Regions from separate parts of the Mus musculus genome. Here regions 2, 3, 4, 5, 6 and 7 are each linked to region 1. The links are chromatin contacts, called in public HiChIP or PLAC-seq and promoter capture Hi-C maps. All regions are on one chromosome and are shown on one strand. The core of a region is the stretch at or near the end of the contact, and the rest is flanking DNA. Distances in the headings are between cores, read along the strand shown. Region 1 holds the start of Nfe2l1 (nuclear factor, erythroid derived 2,-like 1). Region 2 holds the start of B4galnt2 (beta-1,4-N-acetyl-galactosaminyl transferase 2). Region 3 overlaps Ube2z (ubiquitin-conjugating enzyme E2Z). Region 4 holds the start of Mllt6 (myeloid/lymphoid or mixed-lineage leukemia; translocated to, 6). Region 5 holds the start of Igf2bp1 (insulin-like growth factor 2 mRNA binding protein 1). Region 6 holds the start of Rpl23 (ribosomal protein L23). Region 7 holds the start of 4833417C18Rik (RIKEN cDNA 4833417C18 gene).

Region 1 (3,961 bases), core at 54-2,553:
AGGCCTCCATTTCATATGCCTTTTTGTTATTCCAACTTTTGAAATCTCATTTCCCCTTTCCTATCATTCTTTCATTCGTTAATTAATTAATTTATTTTTTTAAATAAAAGACCAGCCTAATAGCACAGGCCACTCAGAACGTTGAAACGTTAAGATCAGGGGTTTAAGACCAGCCTGGTTTCAATAGTAAAATAAAAGAATGTCCAGGACAAGGATACAGATCACGGGTGCCTGGTTAGAGGCCCTAGGTCCAATCCCCAGTATGGCAAAATAAAAGAACAGGGTAGGGTACAGGAGGACAGTGGAAGATTGTGGAGCCGTGCTCCACCTGGAATTTGAATTCACAGGTTTTAGCTTTATTCACATGACCTTCTGAGCCAAAGCAGAAGGATATGGCCAAGTTCTCGATCTCACTTGCCAAGTGGGGAGAAGGTAAATTTGCCTTCCCATTTCTGATTTCTACTTTTGAGCTTCCATTAAATTCCTAAACTCCTCTACTGTGGCCCACTATCAACTTCGCTCTAAAGGTGAAGTGGGAGCGACACGTAGGAGACACACACACCCACGAATACCCTCATTCGGTTGAGTAAACATCCCTGCTTTTGAAACCCGCCCGTCCTCGCGCAATTTACTACTAAAACTTCCCAAGAGCCACTTAAAGTTTGAGAGAGCAGACAAAGTTCTTCAAAGCCCACAAGGCCAAAGAGAGAGCGCTCCGGCCCCAGTCCGGTCCCACCCTGCCGTACCCGAGTCTGGATGAGACCAAGCTGCCATGCCCACTCTCGCCGACGCGCCTCCAAGCTTTCTGGGACACGGAGCGACAAGTGCTACTTTGCTGGCCTTGACCCACCCTTAAAAGCGAGCCTCACCCCGCCCTCCGTTCCCCAGGCCCCACCCCGCTCGCGAGCCCAGCCTCACCACGCCCTCCCATGCCCTCGGCCCTTCTCAGTCCAGCCCACCCAGGAACACGCTTTCTGGTCGGCCCCGCGTTTCTTTCCGGCCGTGTCCAGGGCCCGAGCCCGATCAAGACCCCTCTCGGCCTCCCGGGTCCCGCCTCCTGCTCCTCAACCACATCTCGCCGCCCCTTATCCCACAAGCTTTCGGCCCTGTTGCACCGCGGCTATCTCGTTGGGGAAGGGAATTAGAGCAGGTACCCGCTGCTGAGGTCACAGTCTGTCGCTGCCGCCACAGCAGGCCCTCAGCCCAAGTCCCGGCCTCGCCACCGCCGCCGTCGCCGCCACCTCCGGCCGGCCTGGAGCGCCCAGCCTCGGCTTCCCTCCCCGCCCCCTCCTTCCACTGCACTCGGAAACCCGCCCGCCACGGCCACCCCAGAAACAGTTGGTCCAATCAGATAGCCGGGACTAGAGTCGTCACCGGATGTCACTTTGATTGACAGCAAAGAAAACCCAATAGTCGAGTTTGTGTCTGCCCACTCGGCACAGTCCTCCCGAGACTGACGTGGAGAGAAGTCCAATGAGTGTGCAGGCCCGCCCCCCGGTATGGACCCACCAATGAGTGAGGCGAAGGCCCTAGTGTCCGGCATTCTGAACCTCTCCGCTGCGGGTTGGAGGTGGGCGGTGTTGTAAGTTAGGTGATTCTAGCTCATTGTGTGCCTAGGAATGCGGTCCTTTAAGGCAGATAATGGAGCATTGACGCCGGAGCCCGAGATTCCGTCCTTGAGGGTCCCCACGGTGACTTGTAAAAGTCCAGTGAGATCCGAGGGGGGGGCCGAGGCGGAGTACGGAGCATGTGGCTCTGATGGTCGCGACGTTCGTGTCGCCATCTTGAGTCCTGGCAACGGAAACCGGTACCCCCTGTCTGCCTTAGAGCCTGGTGTAACCTGTTCGTCAGGCAGGAAGGGTGGCATCTTGTAGCCCAGGCAACAGTCAGGTCGTGGAAACTGCGGGGCAGACGAGGGCCTTAGAGAAATGTTGGTAGTGTGATAGATAGGACATAGTAACTCGTTTTTGCCATCAAAGAAACACCGGGAAGAGCCCCTCCCCTTCCTCTAACCTCGCACACAGCTTAGTTTTTGCTTTTCAGGAACGTTCCATCGTTGCCAGAGTTCCCCATACAACTATAGTACCAAAACATTTTTTGTGACTCAAATATAAGTGTGCTCTCAACATCATTTATTAGATTCCAAATTACAAAGCCTTTGTGAGATTCTTGTTCAGTGACCCTGTGGTAGGGGCCTGATAACGTTCCCTATAAGTAATTCTGATACAGCTGGTCCGAAGACCACATGTAGGAAATCATTGTATTGAAGTTTGTACTGTGTAGCTGTGGGACAGAGGTGAGATGCCAACTGAGTTCTTGTCTCCTTTTAAGAGGCCATAATCTAGTTGACAGTTCATTATTCGCTGTCCTTGTGCAATTAAGGACAAGGCCAACTGATAATGCAGCAGATAAGTTCACTTCACGCTGTGCTAGGAGAGTTAGCACCAATATGGAGGGGTTCTCAGAATGTAAAGTACGTTTCACAGATATAATATGCACCAAGAATTCAACTGATTCTTACAAAAATTATTAAGCTACCACATACCTTTTTAAATGGAAACAAATTATTTTGAGCTAGTTAACACTTTCAAAGACTGTTTTTACTTCATCGTTTTTTAGTGTGTCCCAATAAATTACTAGAATACAAAATTTATGAAAACTAGACATTTGTGTATTAATTGTTGGGTCTTCAAAACAACAGGCATAGTGTCCCATGCCTTTAATCCTGGCACTCTTGGAATCTTTGTGAACTCAAGGGCATTCTCATGTACGAAGAGTTCAAGATCAGCCAGGGCTACAAGTGTTGGGTTTCAGAGGGGTTATTTTACTTTACAAAGTAGACCTGGCCTCCAGGTCCTCCCAGCATTCCTCAGTCCTTACCTGGCATACTCACCCTCTACACAGACTCCCCACAGGCTCTTCCCTGTACAATCCAGACATTTAGTTCTCTTGGCCCCTCCCTTCTCTTTTCTCTCCCTCTGCACTTGTTTCTCTTTCTCTTCTCCCCTCCCCTCTGTCTCCCTCCCCCTGACCTTGTGGCTCCGGACCAGTGAACTCACCTGCCTGGAAGCAGTTTCCCAATAAACCTGCTTACATATACCCTGATCTGGCTTGAGTTGGCTCGTTTCACCGCTGGAGAAATAATTAATCATCCAGAACAGGCAGAGCTACATAGAAAGTTCCAGAACAGCCAGGGCCACATGCATGCCCTTGCTCATAAACAAAACAAGCAAACAAAAAGTACACGGAAGCATGGAACCTAGATGTTAACTACAAAAAAGAAAAAAAAGAAAGAAAGAAAACGTGATAGAGTACTTACCCAGCGTGCAAGGGGCACTGGGTTTAATCTGCTGCAATAAACAAAAGGTTCTAGCAATAGAAAAGCAGGTAGGGGCTGGTGAGATGGCTCAGTGGGTAAGAGTACCCGACTGCTCTTCCTTTTTTTTTTTTTTTTTTTTTAATATTTATTTATTTATTATATGTAAGTACACTGTAGCTGTCTTCAGACACTCCAGAAGGGGGAGTCAGATCTCATTACAGATGGTTGTGAGCCACCATGTGGTTGCTGGGACTTGAACTCAGGACCTTAGGAAGAGCAGTTGGTGCTCTTAACAGCTGAGCCATCTCACCAGCCCCCCCGACTGCTCTTCCAAAGGTCCAGTGTTCAAGTCCCAGCAACCACATGGTGGCTCACAACCATCCGTAACGAGATCTGACTCCCTCTTCTGGTGTGTCTGAAGACAGCTACAGTGTACTTACATATAATAATAAATAAATCTAAAAAAAAAAAAGAAAAGAAAAGAAAAGCAGGTAGACCCCATGATTCAAAGCTCCTGCAAAAAATAGAAGCATTTTCAGAGTACAGTAGGTTGTTTTGTTTTCTCAGTTTCTCCCTCTATAGCCCCAGGCTGCCCTGGAATTTAGGGCAAGCCTCCTGCTTCTGCCTCCCCGGTTCTGCCTG
Region 2 (4,334 bases), core at 805-3,304, 920 kb before region 1:
AAAGGGGGTGGGGGGTGGGGGGAGGAGAGAGAGAAAGTTCTTCAACACTGGTTAAATAAAATTCTAGTAAACAATTGCTACAATCCAATCAGCTCCTTCCAGCATGGTTCTCAGACAACCTTCTCCCTCCATTTCCCCCACTGTAAAGTGGAGATACGTGCAGTATATTCTTCATAGGAACTGTTAGGAGAGCTGCTGGGAGAATCCAGAACACAGCCGCTCCACCCTGAATCAGTGCTGCATAGGAATGAGTGCATCTCTCCATCCTGGCCCCCCTCTTCCTTCATCAGGCTTTTCAGTCCACTTTACAGAGACATAATCCTGGAGCCCTCTCCTAGGTGCTCCTGGCGTATAAAATGAATTGAACGTTTTTTTCCACCTTTGGAGCCAAGGTCTCATGTAGCCCAGGCTGGCTTCAAACTCACAATGTAGCAAAAGATGACCTTGAAGAGTGGACAGACATGAGCCATCACACTGGCTTTTGAAATGAGTGGAATAATTAATATATAGTCAGTTTTGTTTAGAGGACACTAATCTCTTCTTGGGTTTTTGTTTTATTTGGGGAAGTGTTTGGCTTTGTTTGTTTGTTTGGTTGGTTTTGTGTGGGTTTTGTTTGTTTATTTGTTTGTTTGTTTTTGAGGGAAACTGTCCCATTTCAGAAATAGAAAGTCAGAAGTTGGAAGAGATGTTTCCCCAAGGCCACACTGGCCAGCACTGTATAGTCAAAACAGGAAAATAGCAGACTTCAGAGATGAAAATCGTAGATCTAAGGGTACAATTCTAGCTCTTTATAAGTGAAGGAAAAACAAAGTCTGGCCCAAAATGTGCCAGCCTTGTGTTCATTAGCATCATTCAAGTTGACTGAGTCTATGAAACAGAAGTCCCAGCTCCTATCTCCTCCCACATGCAGGAAGCAGGAAGCTAGAAAGAATATTGAAGGACTCTGGGATTCCTGAAGCCCTTCCTTAGCAATGCACAGCAGACTCCCAATATCTGCCTTCCTCCACTCTCTCCCTAAATCCTTTGTGGAACAAATGTGTGCTTTAAAAACAAACAAACAACCCCCCCCCCCCCAAACCTGGTCCTGGTGCAGAGTCTGCAAACCGTATACCACTGAGGAACTTCCTCAGCCCCTTTGAAAGTTTTGAGATCAGATCGGATGTCCATCTGGCCTCAGAATTGTGGCCCTCTGCCTTCCAGGTAGTTTAGTAGTAGTGACTGGCCTCTGAGTGTCAGGCAAGCACTTCACCATCAGAGCTACATGCCCCTCCCTTTAACTGCATTTGCTTTTGAAAAAAGAGAGAGAAAGAGAGAGAGAGAGAGAGAGAGAGAGAGAGAGAGAGAGAGAGAGAGAGAGAGAGAAACTTTGAGGAGGTGTGTGTAACACACCAAAATGATTTCTAACTCACACAACTCGTTTCTGATCCTTCTGAGTGTTTTGTAAAACTTAATCGAACACGCCTAAGTTCAGCCTCTTCAGCGTTCCACGGTGTTGTGCGGTGCATTGAGGTACAGCTGAGCCTCTTACTCCTGATGCAACCTTCTGAAACCCATTGGCTCTGTGAGGGCTGCTATAAAACTCTCTGGAAAGGACTCAGGGATCCAGGCTCTTACACTTGCCTAAACCCACATCCTACAGCTGGGTACCAGACTCAGTCAGGTAGGCGCCTGATCCCCGTTCAGCGCACCCGGCACCCCCAAGACACGACCCCACGCTCGGACTTGCCCCCCACCCCCTGGAGATCAACCTCCAAGTCGGATTTTCCCATGGGAAAACCGGTTCCGGGTTTGAGCCGGCGCAGCGTCTGAGACGGGAGAGAGGAGCGGGATGTCTAGCCAGGAAGGCACGCACTGTGCCGGGAGATCCTTGTCACCCACGCGAAGACTCCCCGGGCTCCACCAGCCGGCTGCCTGCTGTCTGAGCACTGCTGGCTGCCGCCGTTACACCTGTTCCTCCCCAACTCCGCGTGCCCACGTTCCTCCGGCCCAGGGACACTCACTACCTGGAAGTCATCGCAGCTCGCTCCAGCCACTTCTGCAGACTGCCTACCGCAGGTCTGGACGCGAGCAGGAATGAGCTGCGAGTCCCAGGGACCGCGCCCGCCTACCTCGCACAACCCCCGCCCAGGCGCTGGACCTTGCCTCGCGTCCAGGATGTGTTCCAACGGTTTTGACACTATTTAAGTTGGTCCACTGTGGCTGTGCGGCGCCAGGAGCCTATGTCCCGGTACATGATCCCTCCGGTGACCAACGCCCAGGCTTTTCCTACTAGAAGAGTTACAGTCAGGTTCTAACGCTTTATTTACTTGTATAAACTATAACAGCCCCGACGACAGTTCTGTGGCTTGATTTTCAGGTGAAGAAATCTAGGCAAGTTGGGGATAATCAGACAGTAAGCAGCGTCTCAACCCACTTTGGTGTATTTTATGTCCTTTGGGTTCGGGGCTAAAAATGCAAGCCATCTCTGCTCACCCCCATTTCTTTGGTGGGCAGGTCTTTTAGAGGGAGATAGAGAGGATTCAGGGTTTTACCCAAACTTCAGGATGAACTAGGTGAAGCTGGAGAAAGTACGATCCCGTGCCACCGCTTTCCTCATCCGGGCAAATGGCTTTCCGCTCTATCTGCTCTCGCTCCAGAGCGGTCCTCCGGGCTTCAAGGCGTGTCCTAGCACGGCCTGGATAACCTGGGCGCTCGCTGCAACCTGCAACCCGCAACCCGGCCCCTGCGCTTCTTTCCAAATTAATTCTCTTTCTCAGCCTCCCCGGGTCATCAAGCTTTTCTGTCCACCCTAGAAAGAAACACAGTTTCGTAGTCCACTCCTAGCTCTCCCTATCATCTCGGGCCCTTCTACAGCTCAAATTTCAGTTCCCTCAAATTCAGCCTTTGTCCTTACCTTTCCCCTAACACTCTACCGCAAATTGTCGTGACAGGAAAACAAAGCCGCATCCGTAGCCCAATCTCTCTTACAATGACCTATCGGACCACATAATGCCTTTTTGCTTGGACGTAGGAAAAAAGCGAATTTCACTCGAAATCGTTCCGCATTTGTGTTTGTGAAACCCTTTTCGAAAGGTGTTGGGGGTGGTTTTCGGGGGGGGGGGGCTCTTCTCCGTTGAGACGAGAATGGGATCCTACTGTTGTTCTGATCCTGCCAAACTGCGTGCATGCGGCTAGTTTCAGGTATGCAGAGGACGGTGTGCAATCGTCTGCTTACACATAGTATACCTTGCCGTGTCCCAGAAAGGAAGTACGGCTAAAAACAAAGTAATCCTAAATATCCAACCGGGTAAGAAAGATATAGTCACTGAGGCAGGAGGATCAGAATCCAGGGTCACCCTTAGTTACACACCAGTTAGATGAATATATAACTCGTAGAATGCAGCGTGGGGGAGGGAGGATCTTTGCCCGCTGTACACCTGACAGGATTGCCATAGAATATACAAGAAACTCAAAAGAAAGAATAAAGCCATTTTTTCCAACTCCATCATAAGTCTGATCTCCCTCTTTTCTTTTCTTTTCTTTTCTTTTCTTTTCTTTCCTTTCCTTTCCTTTTCTTTTCTTTTCTTTCTTTCTTTTTTTTCTTTCTTTTTTTGTTTTTTGTTTTTTGCTTTTTTTTTGAGGTGGGGATGGAAAGGGGGTTGAGAATGAAGTAGAAGCAGAAAAAGAGATAAAGAGAGACAGAGAAAGAGGCGGGGGAGGGGGTAAACACTCGGAGAGAGGGCTGGGGAGAGAGAAGCAGAAGCCAGACGGGCTGGTGGGCGTCAGAGAGCCCCTTTTCTTTTCATGGTGGATATGAATTCAGCTTTCTGGGTAGTGATATGGCGCCTGTCAGGTCAGGACAAGACTATTTGTGGTATTTAGTAGTATGCCAAAGTGGATGCTGACCTGCATGCAGACTTCCTCAGTTTCACAACTGCCTGTGGCTGCTTTTCCCACCCCACTCCCTACCCTAACTGTTCCCAGCCCATGCTGGTCCCTTCCTCACTTTCTCCTTCCCTTAAAACCCTTCCATTTCAGCTGCGTGCTCGCTCTTTCTTTTCTTTCTTTCTTTCTTTCTTTCTTTCTTTCTTTCTTTCTTTCTTTCTTTCTTTCTGTCTTTCTGTCTGTCTTTCTTTCTCTCTCTCTCTTTCTCTCTCTCTTTCTCTCTCTCTTTCTTTCTTTCTTTCTTTCTTTCTTTCTTTCTTTCTTTCTTTCTTTCTTTCTTTCTTGTTTTCCTAGACAGGTCAGCTGTGCACTCTTGATTGCTCTCCTTTGTCTTCTCCTCTCCGTCCCCTCTCTTCTGCTCCTCTCCGAGGGTTGCTTCCCTCCCTGCCTTCCCATGGCCAAGTTCAGTC
Region 3 (3,752 bases), core at 294-2,793, 780 kb before region 1:
ATGCCGGACATGCTCTGCCCCATGGCAGGGCCAAGGAGAAGATTGTCACTTGAAAGTGGGAACACTTAATGGATGACAGACAACACTGGACCCACAGACCAAAGGCATCCTCAGCCCTGGACTAGCTCTGGGAATGGAAGAGGGAAATTGGAAGCAGAGTCCCCTTTCAAACCTCCACATGACCCAGCCACCATGTAGCCAAAACAAAACTGCTCCCCAAGTGACCTGTCCCTGTCCAGTTCTCTGCTTTCTGCCCTCCCAAGAGGTCCCTCTTTGTGCCCTATCTTCTCCCTATCTCTGCAAGGGAGTCCCATGATCCACAAGTCAGAGACCTTTATAGCAGCGGGCAGGGCAGGTGGCTCTCTCCATTTCTCAGGGCTGGACACTGACCAGAAGGCCTGTATCATGTGGATCACTAACCATCCACTGGAAGCCAGAACAGCAACCCTGAAAAGTGTGAACTGTATCAACCTGGGAAGGATAGGTTCTTCTAACCCAGAGCCACTGAAAACACATATCCTTACTCAACCAGCTGAAGGGTCACTGTAGCTAAATTCAAAGAAAGGAACAGCTCCAGTGACAAAGAGGGAAAGATAAAGGGAGAAGTCTCCAGAGTCCCAGCCACAATCCCTCGAGCCATTGGCTGTCCATGCTCACAAATCCCCAGGGATGGGGGTAGGACAGAAGGGAGGACAGGGACTACAGACGTAACAGCTAAACAAAATAGGGACTAGCATTAGTCTTACCGTGCTCCACCCCAAGAAAACCACCCTCATTGACTACTATTCAGGACAATCTGTAAGAGACTATTTTATGTAGTGGCTCAAATCCCACACAGGCTGCAGCTGCCTGTGCTGGGAACCTTTCAAATCAGTGATTGTGGGGACACAGTGAGCAGCTTCCTGACGCCCATGCAGACTTCACAGAGACCTGGGCTCAGTTCCAGCTGGCTTACCTTCTACCTGTAACCTAAAATTCGGAGGAAATGGTGTGAGGGAGAAGGTGCTCAGGTGCTAGGTAAAGCTTACTGATCAGCAGCCCAGACTCCACCACTGTTCCTTGTCTTTGGTCTGTCTAGAACAGTGACTATATAAATTAGGAAAAACAAAGTTATGCTGGCCCATGGGAAATAGGGGAGGGGAAGAAAAGGGTGTTGGGAAGCCCTGCTTCAAGACTGAAGACAAACAGATAACCAACCAGACTGCTTAAGTGTCATGGACAGCACCCCCACCCAAACTCCCAGATATCCCTATAAACCACTTGGGCATGCTCCCTCTTGGGTTCTCATTTTCTGTCTTCTCCTATCCCTAATTAGCTGGCCCTGCAGAGAGGTGTGTTGGTTGTTTAGCTTTGCCAGAGGCCATCACTCCAGGTACTTTCACAAAAGTACCCTGGCCCTGATCCAGGATTGACTGTTGCCCTAGGTGCTCCAGCACCAAAGAGGTCAGACTGGGACCAGCCCCACCCCCACCCCCTGGGGTTGAGCTTGCTTGCTTCTTGCCACCTTGCGGACACCTTTGAAGGGAGATGCACAGTGCCTCTCCGTCCCTGGGGCGAGGGGAGGGGCTCTGCTGGGACTCTCGAGTTGGGGGAGGGGCAGGGGAGCAGGGTCTAGACCCTCAGGCTCCCATGAAGGTCTGTCTCTGTCCCAGAGGAGCTGCTATCAGAGTCCATTTCAGCATTTTCATTATGGAGCCTTTCCAGCACTTTCTGTCGAATCAGTCCGAGGCGCATCAAGAGGGACTGGTAGTCAAAGTGGCCCCGCTTCTCTCCAAAAGGGTCCTGTGGAAGAAACAAATAAAAAATCCACAAGGGGATGTAAGATTTAAGTCTCTAGTATAGCTTTGAAATGCATGCTCACCTTCTGGCACAGAGGAAGTACAGGTGGTCCAAATGGTTCCAAATAAAATAGTGTATTACTAGTAGCTCCAAACAGGTCTAGCTTGGGCTAACACTAAAATAGGTTTGCAATCCGAAAAGAAGCCAATATGCAAAAGAGGATATGGGGAAATTCAATGAAATATCATAATCATTGGGTGAGCCCGTGCTTTCCTTTTAATTTTTTTTTTAGATTTTATTTAATACCCCCCACCCCCACCCCAGACAGGGTTTTGCTGTCCTGAAAATCATTCTGTAGACCAGTCTGGCCTCGAACTCAGAAATCCGCCTGCTTCTGCCTCCCAAGTGCTGGGATTAAAGGCATGCATCACCACTGCCCAGCTATTTTATTTAATACGTATGAGTACATTGCCTACATGTATGTATGTATGTACATGTATATATGTATGTATGCATGCACAGGCAGCTCATGTGGTAAGGTGCCCATAGATGCCAGAAGATAGATTCAGATCCCCAGGAAGAAAAGTTACAGACAGCTGCTGTATCAGGCAGCCTGTGCTTTTAACTGCTGAGTCATCTCTCTGGCCTGAGGGCCTGTGTTTTCAACCTCTGAAAACTCAAGAAAATAAACTCCCTCCATATTCTGTCTACACAAAGGATACTCTGCTTTTCTAAGGTCACAGATAGGTGTAAAAGTCAAGAGTACGGATTTCCCAATGAGCAGTCAGTGCTCTTAACCGCTGAGCCATCTGTCCAGCCCCTACTCTTTCTTATATGAAGCCAGAACACACTTCCTCAGTAGGGAATAAACTAGTTACTACCTCTAAAGCAGGAATCAACATCGCACTATGCACGACTGCTACCCTAAGTCACCTTTCTCTGTAAGCCCCTAGGGTCAGGGACAGAATCGCTACAGTGACTGTTTTACCACCCTTGATGTTTTGAGCAGGCTAGATATTCTTATAAGAGTTTAAAGGACTCTCCTAGAAAGGAAAGGCTTATAATGTATGTTCTGGAACAGATAATTCCTACTTGACTCTGAGTATGACTAGAAACCATCTCTTCATGTTCTTAAGCAAGTTAGTCTTTTCTCTGGCCTCCTCTCTACTTGTGACATTTTATGAGATGTGGGTGTAACCTGTGTGAGGGTGATTGTCCATGCTCTGTGTGGGGCTTAGAATTAGCAACAAGAGAAGGCATCACCAACCCTGTTTTGAATACAAACAAACAAAAAAGAGAGAGAGAGAGAGAGACAATATTACCTGCATAGTTTGGCCTTGAAGATGCAGGCGATCTTTGCAGGCCACCTCATAGAAGTCATAATACTCCAGGAAGGACTTCTCCATCACTCCCCTGGAAATTAAACAGAGCAGTGGGAAACATGAGGCACGGGTCCCTCCTTCACATCCCCCCTCACCCCCCCAAGATAATGTTTCTCTGTGTAGCCCTGGCTGGCCTTAAACTCAAGAGATCCACCTGCCTCTGCCTCCCAAGTGCTGGGATTAAAGGTGTGTGGCACCACTGAAGAGTGAACATTCTTGGCTGGGTGGTGGTGGCATTGCACTTTTAATCCTAGTATTCAGGAGGCAAAGACAGGCAGATCTGAGCCAACCTCATCTAAGGAGCACAGAGAAACTCTGTCTCAGAAAACAAATGCGCATGTGCGCATATACACGCACTCGCGCGCACATGCGCGCGCGCGCGTACACACACACACACACAAACACACAAACAAGTGAGCATTCCCAGATTCAGATTTAGCTCCCCACACACACTTTTAAAAGGTAGACAACAGGAGTCCAGGACAGCCAGGATTCTATGGATAAACCTAGTCTCCAAAACAAAACAACAATCAAAGGGGGTTGGAGAGAGCTCAGCAGTTAGGAGCCCTGGCTGCTCTTCCAGAGGTCCTG
Region 4 (4,063 bases), core at 80-2,579, 830 kb after region 1:
CCTTCTCCCCTCTGCCACCCAACCTCCCGCTGAGGGGGTATTTGACCTTTGGTCCCTGTGGGGGCGCCGTCTTTCCCCTTGCAAAGAAAAAAGGGGAATCAGATCTCGTCTTTGGGCTTATACCAGTCTGGGGGAAGTCTTGGGTCGCTTTCCATCAAACCCTAGACCCAATTTCGGGGACTTTAATCCTTCGTGGTGCGTTTTTGTACGCTACTGTGATTCTATACCTGCCCAGAAGTCAAGGCGTGATTCTGTTGGCAAGCACTTCCGAGGCAGCTTTACTCACTTTAAAACGCAAGGCACGCCCTGAGGCTAGGGGTGGAGTTACGACTTAGAACAGAGATCTTGAATTAAGGTGGGGTACCTCATTGTACCCCTAAGGTGCCTAGAGACCTTGACATTGAAGACTTCAAAGGGAAGTTCCTGGAGGGCAGGAATACCTCTACTCTGGCGCGCAGCCGACTCTAGCATTCAACAAATTTTTGTGCGGGGCGTGGTGGTGCACGCCTTTACTCTAGCACTTTGGTGGCAGAGGCAGAATTGGGAGTTCAAGGTCATCCTTCACTAAGTGGTGAGTTCGAGGCTAACCGGAGCTACTGGTGATCCTGTCTCAAACTAACAAAAAAGATTTGTAAAGTAAGTAAAAGTTTACACGTGGCATTGTCTACCCTCCAGAGTGACCTCCAGGGACAGCACCCATGAGCTGCCATCCAGAGACACCATTCCCATTCCAAGAACAAGCACGGGTAAATGGTTTAACATCGCTCCAGTTCTTTTTAAGAGCCCTGGTTTTTTTCATCTTCCCTAGATTTCCCTAGGGTTGAAGAACACCCAGAGAAGGGGGATGGGAGACCGGAGACCCAAAGTGTGACACGGAGGGGAGGACTCGGGAACTACCCACCTAGAGTCATAAAGGGAAAAAGAAAAGACGGGGAAAGCTGCACTGAGCGCACGAGCGAAAAGCTCCCTACCAAGCCAGGCTTTGTTCCCTGAACCTAAGACTTTACCCGGCGGCGGGCGGGCCGGGAGCGAGCGAGCGAGCGGAGGCGCGCGGCCATGGCTGCCGCGGCCGGGCAGGGGGGCCGGGGGGGCGGCGCGTGAGCGGGCGGCGCGGGGCGGGCGGGCGCCCGCGATGTGCCACTCGGCGCCTCCCCCGCCGGGCCCTGCTTGCACCGCGGCCGGGCGGCTCTGGTAGCCGGCGAGCGGCGCGGAAGGGGAGCGCGGCGCGCGAGTCTCATTGTTGGGGGGGGGGGGCCCGTCGGGGCATGAGGGCGAGAGCACGGCGGGGGGGGCGGCCAGACAGAGCGAGCGAGGAGGAGGAGGAGGACGCCGAGGAGGAGGAAGGAGGAGGCAAAGAAAAGAAGCGGCGGCGGCGGCGGCGGAGGAGGGGGCGAGGAGGCGCGCGGCCCCCGCTCCCTCCCTCCCCCCCTGACCCCCGACCCCCGCCGGCCGGCCCCCAGCCCCAGCCCCGGAGGGAGCTCATGGGAGTATGAAGGAGATGGTAGGAGGCTGCTGCGTATGTTCGGACGAGAGGGGCTGGGCCGAAAACCCGCTGGTCTACTGCGATGGGCACGCGTGCAGCGTGGCCGTCCACCAAGGTAAGGGGAGGGGGGAGACGGCCGGCGGGGGGGGGGGAGCTGCGGGACCCCGGGGCGGCGCGCGCACGGGGTGCCCTCGGCCGCGCCCTCCGGAGCCCTCCTGGGGCGCCTGCCCCTCCCCCACCCACCTGAAGCGAAAGGCGGCGTGGGCTCCCCCCCATCCCCAGCCTGGTCCTCCAGGACCGGGTCAGGCATTGTTTTCTTGCCTATTGTTCAGTCCCGCGCCCCCCACCCCAAGTTGAAGGAGTTTTGGGGAGAGTCCAGGGCGCAAGGAGTGAACTCCCTGAGCCCCGCACCGCCGGTGTCAGGGCTGTCCCGGGAATGTTTACCTGCGAGGTAACCCCCCCTCCCGCCCGGTTTATTTTGGTTCCCGCTCCGGGAGGAAGAGGTCAAGGGGGGGTCATCCCCCTTCGCTTCCGGATACTGGGAGGAGCGGAATTGGGAAGGGAGGAGAAGGGTCCCACGGGAGAAGGGATCCTGAAACCCTCCGGGGAAGAGCTGAGGCTGGGAGAGCGGTTTTACAGGGGGCCGGAATGGAGGAGAGAGAGGTTTGGAGTTTCCCCCTGCCGCCGCACATGGTTCGGGAGTTAACTCCTTAAGGAATCTTGCCGAGGGCGCAGGCTGGCATCTCCGCCTGTCTGGCACAGGCAACCACCACCACCCCCCTTCCCAAGACAACCCTTAATGCTGTGGCTGCGGGCCTTTCCCGCCACTCTCCTCTGGGTACCTGCCCCGCACCTGCCCTCTGTTTTCACTTTTGACCTGTACGTGTGACAGAGGCAGAAGATGAGGTCCTTGAACCCCCGACTTCCTTGGCTTATCCCTTACTGGCCCTTTAAGAAGCACCCCCCCTCCCCTCATAACAACAAAACGTGTTACAATCATGACTATTTCTTGTTCTGGTGCCTAGGGGACTGGTCAGGGCAGAGGCGGCGGGGGGGGGGGGGGGGGAGGGGGAGGAATTCAGGTCCAGAAAAAAGGGAGAGGGGTGGGATGAGAATGGAGGATCTTTGGAAGTTTAAGGTCAAGGACTCTGTCAGACTTTTTGCCCCTGTTTGAAATGCTTGGTTGTGTGATTGAAGGCTGGCTCTATGCGGTTGGACATTTCTTGTAGTCCTGTTCCATTGAGTGATCCCGGGTCTGGGGAGCAGCCCCACCTACTGGGCTGGCTTTAGTAGGCTGGGTCTCTTCCCTGCCTGCCCCCAGTTACTCTGTGGGGGGGGGAACCATTGGCTGATGGCTTTGCTCAGTGAGTCTCCTTCCCCCACCCTTAGCTTGCTATGGCATCGTCCAGGTGCCAACAGGACCCTGGTTCTGCAGGAAATGTGAATCTCAGGAGCGTGCAGCCAGGGTGGTGAGTCCAGCCCCTCTCCCTTTCCTCTCCCCTACACCTGAGCATCTCCTGCAGGTTAATAGGGTACCCTGAGGCTGGGGCAGGACTAAGCTCTGTCACTCAGGATTTCCTGTTTGCTGCTGCCTATCACCAGCCCCATCTCTCCCTCAGCTCTGCACTCAGCTCTGCCCCGCCTCACCTCCGGCTTGGGGGCTTTGATTTTTTTGGGGGGGGTGTCTATGTGCTGCTTTGTAACTTTTTACTATGAAAGGTTTTCAAGGCTATGGAAGTTGAGGGGCCGCTGTAGTGACCAGCAGGTTCTCCTTATTCAGCCTTCAGCAGTTAGGAGCCTCTTTGCTCTACAGCCTCAGCCCCCACCCAGATCTTATGTTATCTTCGGGCCTTTTGGATGAGTTCAGGGAGGGCCCAGCTCAGCAGATCCCCCCAATCCCTGTGCTCCTTGCATTGGCAGAGGTGTGAGCTGTGCCCGCACAAAGATGGGGCATTGAAGAGGACTGACAATGGAGGTGAGGGGAACCCTGAACGCCTGCTGAGGTCAGCCAGGCCCCCCAGCAGGTGTGGGGTGGAGGCTGGCTTTCCCTGCTCCTGTTGGTACAGGAAGGTTGTAGACGCAGGGGACAGTCTACAGCTTGGTGTTGGGAGGCGTGGGGTCTTGTGTTGCCGTCCTGCTGAGGCCAGTCCCCACACTGCCCCAGGCTGGGCCCATGTGGTGTGCGCCCTCTACATCCCGGAGGTGCAGTTCGCCAACGTGCTCACGATGGAGCCCATCGTTCTGCAGTACGTGCCTCATGATCGCTTCAACAAGGTTAGCGGCCCTCACTCCTCCCTTTCCTGGTAGCAATCCTGGGTGCCACCGTTGCGCTCCGAGCTCCCTCGGTAGCACAGCCAGAGGGTTGCTCATAGGTCACATTTTATTAAGTTTATAACACATGACAGGCACAGTACAGCAGGTACCTAGTGCTTGCCGTTAATCAAGACAGAAGTGTAAACAGGCTTTGAGATAGAGGATACCCTGTGAGGCTTGCTTGGGTATCTGGTGGTCATGGAAGGAGACATTTAGGTTGGGATCTGGGGCATGAGAAAGAACCGACTTTGTGGAAGGCTGGCCAGT
Region 5 (3,778 bases), core at 474-2,973, 820 kb before region 1:
ACCTTTGTTTTTTGGGGACTGAGTGTTCAATCTCTAGACGTTTTCCTTGCAGTTCTACTTTCCCTGAAGATTTAAAAAAAGAAAAAAAAAAGAGATGAATGAGTGTAAAGAAATGGGGGAGGGATGGGGTGGAAGGGTGAGTAAGGGACATTAGCTAAATTCTAGAGTTCCTGGGGCCTCCTAGAAATCCAGGCACCAGCTGCAGAGGCCTGTGGGGGGAAAGGTTGCTCCGGGTTTGGTAGAACCCGTAATTTCGTTGGGTTTTTTTTTTTCTTCAATTTTTTTCGTTTTATTTCCATTAATCACGTGGGCTGATTGAGCAGCCTGCTCAGATTTGGGAAAGGTGTGAGCGTTTGTGTGAGCGCGCTTGCTTCGGCGGCTCCAGAAGTAGAAGGAAGGAGACAGGCGAAAGCAGGATCGTTTCGCGAAGTGGGGCGGGAGTAGAGAATTAAAACTTTATTTTCCAGCAGAGCCACGGTGAAGGGCTTAGGCGACCAGGCCGGGTCGGGGCCACAGGGCTAGCGGAGGGCCCCCGGGGCGGCGCGGCCCGGGGCGGAGGGTCCCTCGCGGTAGCCGCGCGCCTCTCGGCCCAGCCTCGGCGTCTCGGGAAGCAGCATGGCGACCCGCCGCCGCCACCGCCACCGCCGCCGCGCCACCCGGCTCACGCCCCACTTTCAAATCAAAATGGCTCAAGCCCCAGGCCTTGGGCGGGAGGCGGGAGCCCCTTCCTCCCACGTCCTGCCTCAGGGCTTAGTCCCTAGTTAAAGCGGGAAGAGCTGAGGTGCGCGAACCCCCATCCTGGAAAGGCCCGGGACGGAGGGCAGGGGCTTTGGGGGTGCTCTAGCGCATGGGGGGCTGACTAGGGGCGGGGGGGAATCGGGGAAACCACGCCTATACCCGAACCCCAGTGTTCGTGAGACACCCCCACCCCCACCCCCACCAGTTGCCAACCGGGGCTCCCGCCCCGTCGGTGGGGAGGGGTGTAGGGAGCCGCCACGAGCGCCTCGGGCTGGGGGAAGGGGTGAGGAAATCCCGAATATCTCCGCGCCGGGAGAAGGCGTCGAGGGAGGCCGGGCGAGGCTGGGGACCGAAGACGGAGGCCGAGCCCTCCCGGACCCGGGAAGAGTTGGCCGGCAAGGAAAAGAGGAGCTGCAGGTCCCCGTTGTTCCGGGATTTCGTGTGTGTGTGTGTGTGTGTGTGTGTGTGTGTGTTTTCCGGGGAGGTGGCCGCGCTCTTACCCGAGAAAGTTTCGATGGCCTTCATCGCCCAGTGCTCGTCGGGGCAATCCACGAAGGCGTAGCCGGATTTGACCAAGAACTGGCCGCTGTAGGAGATCTTGTGCTCCGCGAATACTTTCTCCAAGTCTGCGGGGGTCACACTCTCGTTGAGGTTGCCGATGTAAAGCTTGTTCATGGTGGCGGTGGCGGGGCAAGGACACGGTTCCAGGCAAGGCCGAGCCGGGCGGGCGCGGGCGGAGAGCCTCCTAGGCCGAGAGGCGTGGAGACGGGCGGCGGGAGCCGCAAACTTTCTACGCACCCCACCCCTGAAGTTGTCCGGAGCTCCGGGCGGGTGGGCGGCCTGAGGGCACGCGGGGGTCACGGGAGAGTTTGGGTGAGCCCGGGAGAAGTGCCCGCCGAGTGCAGGGGAGGCTGACGACGACGCGGCGCGGCTCCTTCCCTTCGGTCCGAAACCCCTGCGAGCGGGCTGGTGTGTCACGTTTCTCCGCGGCCGCCCTGGCGCCGCCTCTAAATAAAATCGACTTGAAAAAAAAAAAAAAATGGAGCAGGAAAAAAAAAAAAGGCGAAGCCACGTGGTGACAGCCCCCACCCACCCTGCAGGGAAAGACCCCCGACGCCACCGGGCCCCTTGGCCCTCCAACCCGGACCAACCCAACAGTCTCCAATCTTGGGGGCGGCACTCAGCGCACCCCACGGGTAAACCAGGAAAGTGGAAGCAGAGTTCCCCCCCCAGCTCTCCTATCCCCCTCCCCCTTTGCAAGAACCTGGCCCCTAAAGCGGCGCCCCGCCCCCACAGCGACCTGCACGGGGGGGGGGGGTGGCGGGGGGAGGGCGGTGGCGACCCAAATCCCCCCAGTTCTTAGGAATAAAATGTACGGTAATTTTTTTATTCGTTTTGTGGAGACTGGGCTGCCCACCCCACCCCGGCAAACTGCTAGCGACTGACAGGCGGGGGACTGCCGAGACAGACAAAGAGAAGCTGAGGACTCTGGGGTCTTCAGGAGGGGGTCGCAGGAACCGGTTATTTAAAAGGAAAGACGCCTTTCCTCTACGTTTCTAAGTAGGGGGTCACTGTCTTTCCCGCTACACCGCTAGACTTCGCTGGCCTCCCGGGTCCTGATTCAGGGGACCCTGAGAGCGCGGGATCGGGAAGCTGCGGACACGGGACACGAGAGACAGCGCCTGAAAACGAGGGACCCGCAGGAAATCATGTTTCGGGATCCCCACTGGAGAAAAGCTGGCTTGCACCCAGTCCAGCTGCTGGATGACAACACTCCAGCATCCTTGGGGGAAAGCCTGCACGACCCGGCTCGAGAGCATCCTCGAAGATCAACTGGGTGGGGGAAAAACGACGAGGGGTGGTCGCACCACCGATCGACCCCGAACCGGAGGGGTTGGCTTCAGAAGGGAGGGACCGGGTTGAGCTCCGAGGTCCCCCTCGCCCTCCCCACGCAAGGAGCGGACAGGTGGCGTCGCCCGCCTGCGTCCGCTCTACCCGCGATGCACTGAGCGATGGTCCATGCGCAGGCTGTGGGTCTCAGAACTTAGTTTTGGGGTGCTGGATTTTGGAAGGCCGCCGGGGGAGGGGGTGCAGAGGCCCCGCCCACGTCCCCAGGTCAGCCCGGGGCGGGGAGGGGGTAATTTCCGCTCCGCGCTTGAGGAAGCGAGCAGCGGGGGAGGGGGCTGCGGCCCTCCCCCCTCCCCGTGGGGAGGGGGAAGTGGATCCGCCCAGGTCCCTTCCCTCCGCTAGGACCGACGCGTTCCGGATCCTCAGGCTCCGGGAGCCCGAGGGAAAGACCGGACTGGGCGAGGGGCGACACGTGGGCGGTCGCACCCCGTCTGTGAGGTGGGGGAGGGGGCCGCGCGCTGGGAGTCCCGGACGCGCAGCGGAGCGCGGGACGCGTTGCACACTCAGTACCGGGATCCCCGGCTCTACGCGGGGGACACCCGAGGTTCCAGCGGCTGAGGCTGGATCGACGCCAGAGGGAGGTGGAGAGCGAGGCACGGAGACCCTGGAGAAGCCCCCTGCCTGGCCACCGCGGAGAAGGGGCCGGCGACAACACCCCTAGAAAAAGGGATGGTCCTTGAGCCGCTCGAGTCTGCAAGTGGGAGGAGGGTTGTCGGGGCACGCGTTTGAGAGGGCAGGTGAGGAAGGGGGTCACTCTCCCCTTCCCCCGTCCCGATCCCATTGTCTCAGTCGCCTGCGGCCCGGGCCGCCTCCGTAACACGTGTTGACTGCACCGATATAAATGGCTTGGATTTTTTTATTGTTATTTTTTTCGTTTGCAGAGTCTATAAGCCAGTTCCGACTTCGGCTCACCGCCCATCTGCCGGATGATTCCCTACCATTCGGAAAGTCGGGAGTTAAAACACAACACCCAGCACCTTTGTCCCCCTCCTCGTTTTCCCGGAGAGCCGGGAAGAAATGGGGCGGGGGAGGGCTTCCAACTCGGCTTTTGAGTCTCCCTCCACCACCTTCAGAACCCACTCTCGAATCAGCGTTTTGTTCTAGCCAGCCACGTGTTTGTCGGGTTTTTTGT
Region 6 (4,098 bases), core at 85-2,584, 950 kb after region 1:
TCTACCTTCCACTACGACTTAAGGAGCCTCCCAGGGCCGGGCGTGGTGGCGCACGCCTTTAATCCCAGCACTTGGGAGGCAGAGGCAGGCGAGTTCGAGGCCAGCCTGGTCTACAAAGTGAGTTCCAGGACAGCCAGGGCTACACAGAAAAACACTGTCAAAAAAAAAACCAAACAAACAAACCAAAACAAGCAACCAAACAAAAAAACAAGCTCTCCTCCCCGCTCACCCTTTTTCCTTAGTTCTGGTTTGCCTTTCTTAACTGTGGCCATCACCATGTCCCCAACACCAGCAGCAGGAAGTCTGTTCAGCCGTCCCTTGATTCCCTTCACAGAGATGATATACAAGTTTTTAGCTCCTATAGGAAAAAAACAAACAAAAGTAAATTTTGTATGAGACCGGCAGAATTCACAATATAGAGTCAGCAAGGCTATACACCAAGTAACTCAGTCTCAGAAAAGCATGAACACAAACAAACCAAAACAAACCGTTTTCGTAAAACTCATCGGGCTTGTAAGTAATCTTTCAGAAGTGTCTTGTCACAACACCGATTGAAGTTAAACAACACAACACGTTGCCACTTCACCCAAAAGTGGTGTTTTTCACTCTGCCCCTTCTTGACGGCTCAGTGGGTCACTAGCAAAAGGCTCACTGAGTGCTTTTAAAAGGGGACGGTGGCAGGACGCGGCCGAAGGCCTCACCTGTGTTGTCTGCACAGTTGATCACAGCTCCGACCGGAAGACCCAGGGAAATCCGGAATTTCGCCCCGGAGGACCCACCGCGTCCTGCGGGGAGGGAAACAGACAGGACAAGGGTCCACATTCGGTCTCACAGTTCCCAACTATAACCCACCGCACACGCTTCGGCGAGGGCCGGCCGCTCCCCGGCTACCACGCACTTGTCACGGGACCCGGCCGTGCCCATTATTTGCATCCTCCTGCGGAAGAAGGAGACTGCGAGGCTCCAACCTCGTCTGCATTTGCGGGGACCGCAGATATCGCGCAGTCCCGTCGACCCCACGTTCTCCGTTCGGCCCCATGCTCCGCTCCTACACCAGCTCAACACCATTGGCATCGCCCTCTTTCAGGGCTCCCTCTAGGCCTCCGCGGTGCCCCCATCTTCTCTATCTCCGGCCCCGGGACTGTAAACTATCACCGCCGCCGGGGGCCGTCGCCAAGGGATGGGCGGGCCATCCCGCGCGGCAGATGCCAACGGATCCCCAAACTCAAAATTCCTCACCTCGCTTCGACATCTTGAACGCCCGGAAAGGGTCAGAAAGGAAGTTAGTACAGGGGACACTGGGATATGAACGGGAGGCCCCGCCCACTCAGCCACGTGACCGGACCTCGTCCAGCCCGCCTCCCTCCCCGGGTCGCAGCTAGATGACGTAAAAGGCCTGGGCCTCCGCGGGACCGTTCTGCGTGGGAAAGCTGCGCTTAAGATGTGTAGGGGCGAGTAATTTTGGGGCTACACCCAACGCCTCGGAAGTAATTGGCGATATGGACACATTGCCTTTTGGCTTTTTAAAATTTGCTTAACAGCTTCTTTTGAGCTCTGTGGCCAAGCCCCTCTCTGGATAACAGGGATTCGAAAATTATTGCTGCGGGTGTGGTGGTGCTCGCCAATAATCTCGGCATCGTGGGAGCTGAAGCAGGAGAATTGCGGCGATTTCAACATCACCTCAGCTACCCATGAGATCCTTCCTCAAAACAAATAAATACATGAGTAAAATAAATTCTTCTGTAAGGGTTCCTAAAGAACAGACACATGGGGCAAGAGCAAGTTCAGAATGGTTTCATTTGGCTGTGGAACAATTAAGTGGAGCGCTACAGATGAGTCTGTGTGTTTGGTACCATAACATTCTTTCGTCATGAGAGTTAACAATACTCTATTAGTGACATTCACACAGCCGCTCGGACTACAACTCAGTACCTTATTATTAATTATTCTTAGACTTAGCCCACAGCTAACCGTGACCGATTGATTGGCTTTGTTGCTTCTTAAAGATGTGCAAAATTTCGTAAAGCTTAAATATAGGATAGTTTATGCTTGCTTATAATCAAGATGGACAGGTTTTGTTTTGTTTTGTTTTGTTTTGTTTTGTTTTGTTTGGGGGGACAGGGTTTCTCTGTATAGCTCTGGCTGTCCTGGAACCCACTCTGTAGACCAGGCTGGCCTCAAACTCAGAAATCCGCCTGCCTGCCTCTGCCTCCCAAGTGCTGGGATTAAAGGCGTGCACCACCACGCCCGACTGGACATGTTTTAATTTATTAATATTAATTTCCCCTTTTACTACCTCAACCTCTCCCTATTTTCCTTACCTTCTGTTGAAACATTCATTCAAATGTGCGTTGAATACTTATATCAGGGCCAGATTCTGTCCAGATTACATGAGGGAATAAAATAGAGCATTATTCTTGCCTTTATGGGTTTTCCTCTGCCAGGGTAGAGGTTGGAGGCAGGTAATAGATACTAAATAATAGGAGTGGGCTGGAGAGATGGTTCAGCAGTTAAGAGCACTGACTGCTCTTCCAGAGGTCCTGAGTTCAATTCCCAGTGACCACATGGTGGCTCACAACCATTTGTAACGGGATCTGATACCCTCTTCTGGTCTGTCTGAAGACAGCTACAGTGTACTCATATAAATAATATAAATAAATCTTTAAAAAAAACCTAAATAATAGGAGTAATTGTGAGAGTTCCAGTATACAGTATATCGTTGTCAAACGGGAAGAAGTATTATGAAGAAAGGACAGTGAGGTATGGAGAGGTGAAGGGACAGGTTGCAATAGAAACATTAGTGCCTGATAGTTTGTCATCTCTCCTATTCAGATGCTATCCCAAGTTCAAGGCCACCCTGAACAATGTAGAGACCCTATCTGAAAATACCAAATACCAAATAGGAAAAATGGCTAGGGGGTGTCTCTCAGTACTGGAATACATGCCTAACATATGCAAGATTTGTTTGTTTGTTTGAGACAGGGTTTCTCTGTGTACCTGGGGCTATCCTAGAACTACCACTGAAGATCAGACTGGCCTCAAACTCAAACATTCACCTGCCTCAGTAAGACCCCCAAAGCTGGGCCTCTGCTCCTGGGATGAACTGGCCAGCACCCTAATGACTCGAGAGAAAACCGTACCTGATGCAAACTGCAAGAGGTTTTATTATCAGCTAGCTGAGGATGAAGTCCCTCTGCAGTGCAGGGCAGGGGAGTTCGACCCCGAGCTATAATGATAGGGGGCTGAGGAGTTGGGAGGAGCTGGGTGGAGTTCTTCTCTGCTGGGTGTCCTTGGTGAAATTTACAAGGCATAAGGAGTGGGGAGTGAGTTCTTTCTGAATTTTTATCTCCATGTCTTTGGCACAGGAAGCCAGACAAGTGCCTGGCTGGGTCTTTTACAATTATCGAATCTCTGGTTGTAAAGTATAGAAACAAAAAGGCTTTTTGCTGGCTATAAAGAACAAAGAGCTTCTTTCTGGCTGTATTTTTAGAGACCAGGGAAAACAAGCTTGGGGAACATCCAGGGCTTTACCTTCCAGGGAGAAAAGCTCTAAGTCGGAGTCTCACACCTCTGCCTCCCGAGTGCTGGGACTGAAGATGTGTGCTGCTGCAGCCACCAATACTGGGGAAAAAAAAGTGCAACATTTCATTTACTCTGTGTGTGTGTGTGTGTGTGTGTGTGTGTGTGAAGTCGTGGCTAGACAAAATGACCCCAGGCTTTGTAAGCCAGACCACTGAATTTGATCCCCAGAACCCTTATAAAGGTGGAAGTGAAAGACCCCCAAAGGGGAGACCCTCACTCAGACACTCAAGTCCCGGGACAGCCGCGTACCCAAGAAGACACTGAGACCATACATAAAATGTAGAAGGTAAGATTTAATAAAGTAGCAACATGAAAGCACACAGACCAGAGCTCTGGGGTCGAAATAAAGCAGCAACATGAAAGCACACAGAGCTCTGGGGTCGAAACTCATACACCTTTGCACAGGGTAGAGGAGTCTCGACGGTCAGCCAGAATTTTTCACAGGCTTATATAGTAAAACTCAAAGGGGGAGAACTGGGCAGGGAAAGTACAAGTTTACATCACTAGGGAGTTTTG
Region 7 (3,929 bases), core at 997-3,496, 970 kb before region 1:
AAATGAGCGACTTATTTTTAAGGGTATGAGTGTTTTGGCGAGTGTGTGTGTGTGTGTGTGTGTGTGCGTGTGTGTGTTTACCATGTGTATGCAAGCAGTGCCTGAGAAGACAGCATTGGTTCCCTGGAACTGGAGTTGTGAACAGTTGTGAGCACCATGGAGGTCCTGGGAATCAAACCCAGGTCCTCTGGAAGAACAGCCAAGGCTCTTATTTTTTGAGCCTGGACAGTCTGAGTATGTGCTGCTGTCCCTGACTGGCCAGATTTTTGTTGCCTAATTCCAATAAAGATCTTGCTTTGCTGGACTTTTGTGACTGCTTGCGTTGTTTTGGTTTTTCCCGACTCCAACACCGGGTATTGGTATACAGGGATGTCCCATGATGCTGAGCAGTACCTGTCGGTTTTGTCTTATTTACACATCTGTGCCTACGTGAATGGACCCATGTATGTGCAGGTGTCAGGCCAGGGCCCATGTGTGTGTTCACCTCTATGTGTGTTCTACTGCTAACCTATGCTCCTGCCTGCCCACCTTATCCCATGTTCTTGGAGACACTTAGCATTGTCATCGGGTGGGTGTGACCTGTCCGATTTAGCTCTTTAGTGATATCCTACATAGTGAGCTTATTTTCAAGTCTGAGGCTATTTTCCTCTTTTTTTTTTTTTTTTTTTTTTTTTGGTTTTTCGAGACAGGGTTTCTCTGTGTAGCCCTAGCTGTCTTGGAACTCACTCTGTAGACCAAGCTGGCCTCGAACTCAGAAATCCGCCTGCCTCTGCCTTCCAAGTGCTGGGATTAAAGGCGTGCATATGTTGGTATGAATGTGGAAGCCAGGGTCAATGTGAGGTGTTTTCTTTCTTTCTAAAGACAGGTTCTCTCATTGGCTGGCCAATGACCCTTCTGCCTTCACTTCCCCAGCATTAGGACTACAATCCCCAGCATGCCCAGCTCTGACATGAGTTCTGTGGATGGAGCTCAGGTCCAGCATGGTTGCATGCAAGCTCTTTACCTGCTGAGCTATGCCCCTAGCACAGGTTTTGCTATTTTTCGGCAGGCAGTTTTCTTACAGGCTTTGAGAATTTATTTAGATTTATTTGCTATTTATGCATTACACATGCATATCCCTAGTCTGTGGCTTACCTTTTCTCTTAGTATGCCAGGCCCTGAGTGCCTTGCAGTTCACCATTGAGCAACAGGCCCAGATATTTTCACTCTTCTGATGGTACTTGGAGTAGCACAGTCCTCGTCTGTGCGTTTTATTCGGGCTTTGTTTAAACTGAGGTGTAGGCATTCCCCTATGTCGTCAGCCAAGCTCACCGCTTCTGTCACTTTCAGGTCAACAATTCTCTTGGGACTTTCTGCTGTGTTTAGTGTTAACAAGAATCCGATTTCATATTCTTTCCCTATAAGCAAGCACACAGCAGGATGTCAAGTAGGTCCTTTCCCCTAACTCTGTTGTGCTACCTTTTATTATTATTTAAATTTGTGACACCTTTGTTATTATAAACTATGCATAAAGGTGAGGCTGCATCTTGCTTCCCTATTCTGTTCCATCGGTATGTTTATCCATCCAGACATTATCTTAATTTCTTTAATGTACAGTTAACAAGCATCTTTATTTTCTGGTAGCGCAAGTGTGCCTCCTCTCACGTCTTGATCTTTTTGAGGTTGCGATGGTTCATTCAAACTGATCCATTCAGATGTTTTAAAGAGTGCGTGGGTTGTGTCTGCAAGAGGCATGCTTAGAGAATTAATCGGAGAGTCGGGAGAGGCTCCTTTTGGTTTCCATGGCATCCTCCCAAGGGTGAGAACCTATAGCCACCGTGCCAATCACTCTGTAGGGAGACCATAATGCGTCAGCAGGCTCCCTCGTCATTTATCCCACAGGGACGAACACAAATCCCAGATCTTAATCCAAAGAAGATACAATACTCCCTGTACATATTTTCCACCCGCGGCGCGATGCAGCTAAAGAAATCCTTAGCGATTCCTGCCCTTCTCTCGGAGAAACACCTCATGGACGGTGAGAAACTGTACTGATCGCCTGCCAGCCTGACTAAGTGACTGTTGTCTAATTGAAACACAACCTCGCTGGGTGAGCAATGCAGAACCAAAACACGGGTTTATGACCCCTAAACGCACAAGCCTCGGGGAATCGCTCTCTTGTACCCAATCAGAGGTCCCCTGGCACCACTTACCCGCCCCCCGGCCCCGTCCGGCCACTTCATTCGCGGCTCACAAAGCAATCCTACCGCGCGTTCTGCACAGCAGCCAATCAGAGGGTAGGGGGCGGGGACTCCGAGGCGCGGTGTGTGCAGCGGTACTCAGACAGGAAAGCCTCGGGATCCTTCGGGTTCTTTCGTTTTCCCTCCTGGGTAAAGTTATGTTCAGTCTTCCATCAACTCGTTTATTTTTCCGCCCGACTCGGCGCGCGTGCGCAGTGCCTCCCAGCCCAGGCTGTTCCTGAAATGTAATCGTGTTGAGACACAGGGAGGGAAGCTGAACGTCCATTCTACAGGTCAGTGCATTCCCTGCGGAGGCTCGGGTTGGTTGCTACTTCCTGCAGGCCCCAAAACAGGGATTCTAAGGCCAAAAAAAGGTTCAGTGAGGTCCCACCGAGATTTGAACTCGGATCGCTGGATTCAAAGTCCAGAGTGCTAACCATTACACCATGGGACCTGCTGGCGGCTTAAGGCGCCCGGCAGCCTTCTCAAGCCACATGACGTTGGGCAACCTTTTCTAAGCTTCGCTACACTTGGCTTGGGCCCGTGGCCGGTGGCCGCGATGGCGGGCAGACACGGAACCACCGAGATTCTCATGTCCTTACGAATTCCAAACGTTCATGGGCCCCGAGGTGTCTGTCACCTCTTCCGGTGATCCTCCAAGGGTCCCGGCTCTTGACCCCAAGTCTCGAGGGCGGCTGGTCGTCCGATCGGACCAAGTCCGGAGAAAGCCGGCTCCGGTCCCGGACTCCGGGCAGGAGGTTCGGCGCACGCAGCCTGGGCTTTCTACTTGTTTTCTGCGTTTATATCAGGAGGGCTGTGGCTAGGACGCTTTGGCCCAGCGGGGAAGGACGCGGACTGGCACGTGGTGGCACAGCCGTTCAAACCCCGGACGAAACCTGGGGTACAGACGGGGATGCTGGAGAGTGCGCCGCACGTGGATGCCGCAGCCCCTGCTCCGCGCTATGCAAATTATCTGTAGGGAGATTGGCGCTTCCAATTCAGCACTTCCCCCCGCGCTTCAAAAGGCCGGACTACCGAAACTTCTAGTGTGCCGATCCTTAGAAAAACCCAGTCAGAATTTTAACAACAGACACCCACCATTCAACACACCACGCGCACACACACACATATCCCGCAAAACAACAACAAAATCCCCACTTCTGCACTGTCTAGTCTTTCATTTTCCCTAAATGTGTTTCTGCAGGTCAGTCAACACTTTGACTCAGCAGTTCACCTTCGGAGCATTACCCTAGTGGACATCCATCTGTGCCTCGAGGCTGCTTCAAGGATGCTCTGGACTATGTATTGTTTATTATAATATAGTGAGGCTTGGCCCCATAATGATGGCTATTGTATAAGTCCTCTACAAGAGTTTAAGAAATAACCTGTGTGCGAGGCTCAGATAAGCACTAGGGACACCAGGAATGTTAACTACACAGGAATGTCTGTTTAGTGAGAGAGATGTATGACGTGTCTTCTGCCCAGAAGGCTGGGAGCAGATGTGGGTAATGGCCTGTGACCTGAGACTGATAGGCTGAGATCTCACCAGTTCCTCCCTGGACTCTTATCGGTGAGCATGTTTTTCTCAGTCTATAGAAACTATCTTTCTGGAAGATGTCACATGTACTTTACAAAGAGTTCCAGTGCAGTGGTGTCCTAAGCTGTGCTGTGCACAGGTGATTGGGTTAATTATCACCAGGTAAGTTTTCA

Evidence for each region. Promoter capture Hi-C pulls out the DNA fragments that hold promoters and counts their contacts. HiChIP or PLAC-seq counts read pairs in DNA pulled down with a chosen protein or histone mark.
Region 2: a contact with region 1 is called in a promoter capture Hi-C map of the SN4741 cell line, with 4 times the contacts expected there. The contact joins the promoter of B4galnt2 here to the promoter of Nfe2l1 in region 1. A contact is called at or near these places in 1 of 39 promoter capture datasets (the SN4741 cell line) and 1 of 115 datasets of contacts at active chromatin or transcription factors (pancreatic cancer cells).
Region 3: a contact with region 1 is called in a promoter capture Hi-C map of embryonic stem cells, with 2.5 times the contacts expected there. The contact joins the enhancer-like site here to the promoter of Nfe2l1 in region 1. A contact is called at or near these places in 1 of 39 promoter capture datasets (embryonic stem cells), 6 of 115 datasets of contacts at active chromatin or transcription factors (the 230-238 cell line, the NIH/3T3 cell line, bone marrow-derived macrophages and 3 more) and 1 of 9 other capture datasets (macrophages).
Region 4: a promoter capture Hi-C map of liver shows a contact between it and region 1, with 2.8 times the contacts expected there. The contact joins the promoter of Mllt6 here to the promoter of Nfe2l1 in region 1. A contact is called at or near these places in 2 of 39 promoter capture datasets (liver and pre-B cells) and 3 of 115 datasets of contacts at active chromatin or transcription factors (bone marrow-derived dendritic cells, memory CD8 T cells and pancreatic cancer cells).
Region 5: an H3K27ac HiChIP or PLAC-seq map of embryonic stem cells shows a contact between it and region 1, with 4 times the contacts expected there. The contact joins the promoter of Igf2bp1 here to the promoter of Nfe2l1 in region 1. A contact is called at or near these places in 1 of 39 promoter capture datasets (neural stem cells), 8 of 115 datasets of contacts at active chromatin or transcription factors (bone marrow-derived macrophages, embryonic forebrain, embryonic stem cells and 2 more) and 1 of 9 other capture datasets (pancreatic islet).
Region 6: a contact with region 1 is called in a promoter capture Hi-C map of fetal liver, with 4 times the contacts expected there. The contact joins the promoter of Rpl23 here to the promoter of Nfe2l1 in region 1. A contact is called at or near these places in 3 of 39 promoter capture datasets (fetal liver, liver and pre-B cells) and 1 of 115 datasets of contacts at active chromatin or transcription factors (bone marrow-derived dendritic cells).
Region 7: a contact with region 1 is called in an H3K4me3 HiChIP or PLAC-seq map of bone marrow-derived macrophages, with 2.6 times the contacts expected there. The contact joins the promoter of 4833417C18Rik here to the promoter of Nfe2l1 in region 1. A contact is called at or near these places in 1 of 39 promoter capture datasets (hippocampal neurons), 1 of 484 Hi-C or Micro-C datasets (CD8 T cells), 6 of 115 datasets of contacts at active chromatin or transcription factors (bone marrow-derived macrophages, embryonic limb bud, neural tube and 2 more) and 2 of 9 other capture datasets (adipose tissue and macrophages).

What each region holds. Positions count from the first base shown.
Region 1 is chr11:96,828,665-96,832,625 of GRCm38.p6, forward strand. Nfe2l1 (nuclear factor, erythroid derived 2,-like 1) reads right to left here and starts at 1,304. Exons shown (of 5, transcript NM_008686.3): 1 at 1,155-1,304.
Region 2 is chr11:95,912,817-95,917,150 of GRCm38.p6, forward strand. It overlaps B4galnt2 (beta-1,4-N-acetyl-galactosaminyl transferase 2), which reads right to left and starts at 2,055. Exons shown (of 11, transcript NM_008081.3): 1 at 2,004-2,055. The coding sequence starts at 2,014.
Region 3 is chr11:96,048,633-96,052,384 of GRCm38.p6, forward strand. Ube2z (ubiquitin-conjugating enzyme E2Z) reads right to left here. Exons shown (of 7, transcript NM_172300.3): 6 at 3,102-3,192; 7 at 1-1,782. The coding sequence ends at 1,612. Among named protein-coding and RNA genes, the nearest start is that of Ube2z, 15 kb to the right of the region's middle. Within about 2 kb of position 1,544, at least 13 of the 459 cell types and tissues checked have an H3K27ac peak or open chromatin away from gene starts, as enhancers often do. A contact at or near this core is called in embryonic stem cells, where this site is marked.
Region 4 is chr11:97,662,083-97,666,145 of GRCm38.p6, forward strand. Mllt6 (myeloid/lymphoid or mixed-lineage leukemia; translocated to, 6) reads left to right here and starts at 1,330. Exons shown (of 20, transcript NM_139311.2): 1 at 1,330-1,598; 2 at 2,873-2,952; 3 at 3,404-3,458; 4 at 3,648-3,757. The coding sequence starts at 1,490.
Region 5 is chr11:96,004,221-96,007,998 of GRCm38.p6, forward strand. It overlaps Igf2bp1 (insulin-like growth factor 2 mRNA binding protein 1), which reads right to left and starts at 1,724. Exons shown (of 15, transcript NM_009951.4): 1 at 1,239-1,724; 2 at 3-63. The coding sequence starts at 1,413.
Region 6 is chr11:97,781,105-97,785,202 of GRCm38.p6, forward strand. It overlaps Rpl23 (ribosomal protein L23), which reads right to left and starts at 1,335. Exons shown (of 5, transcript NM_022891.3): 1 at 1,240-1,335; 2 at 702-785; 3 at 230-358. The coding sequence starts at 1,252. It overlaps Snora21 (small nucleolar RNA, H/ACA box 21), which reads right to left and starts at 662; the gene lies at 535-662.
Region 7 is chr11:95,856,571-95,860,499 of GRCm38.p6, forward strand. It overlaps 4833417C18Rik (RIKEN cDNA 4833417C18 gene), which reads left to right and starts at 2,247. Exons shown (of 2, transcript NR_045187.1): 1 at 2,247-2,512; 2 at 3,424-3,929. Gm38959 (a long non-coding RNA gene) reads right to left here and starts at 1,881. Exons shown (of 3, transcript XR_880173.3): 1 at 1,135-1,881. It overlaps n-TQttg6 (a tRNA gene), which reads right to left and starts at 2,673; the gene lies at 2,602-2,673.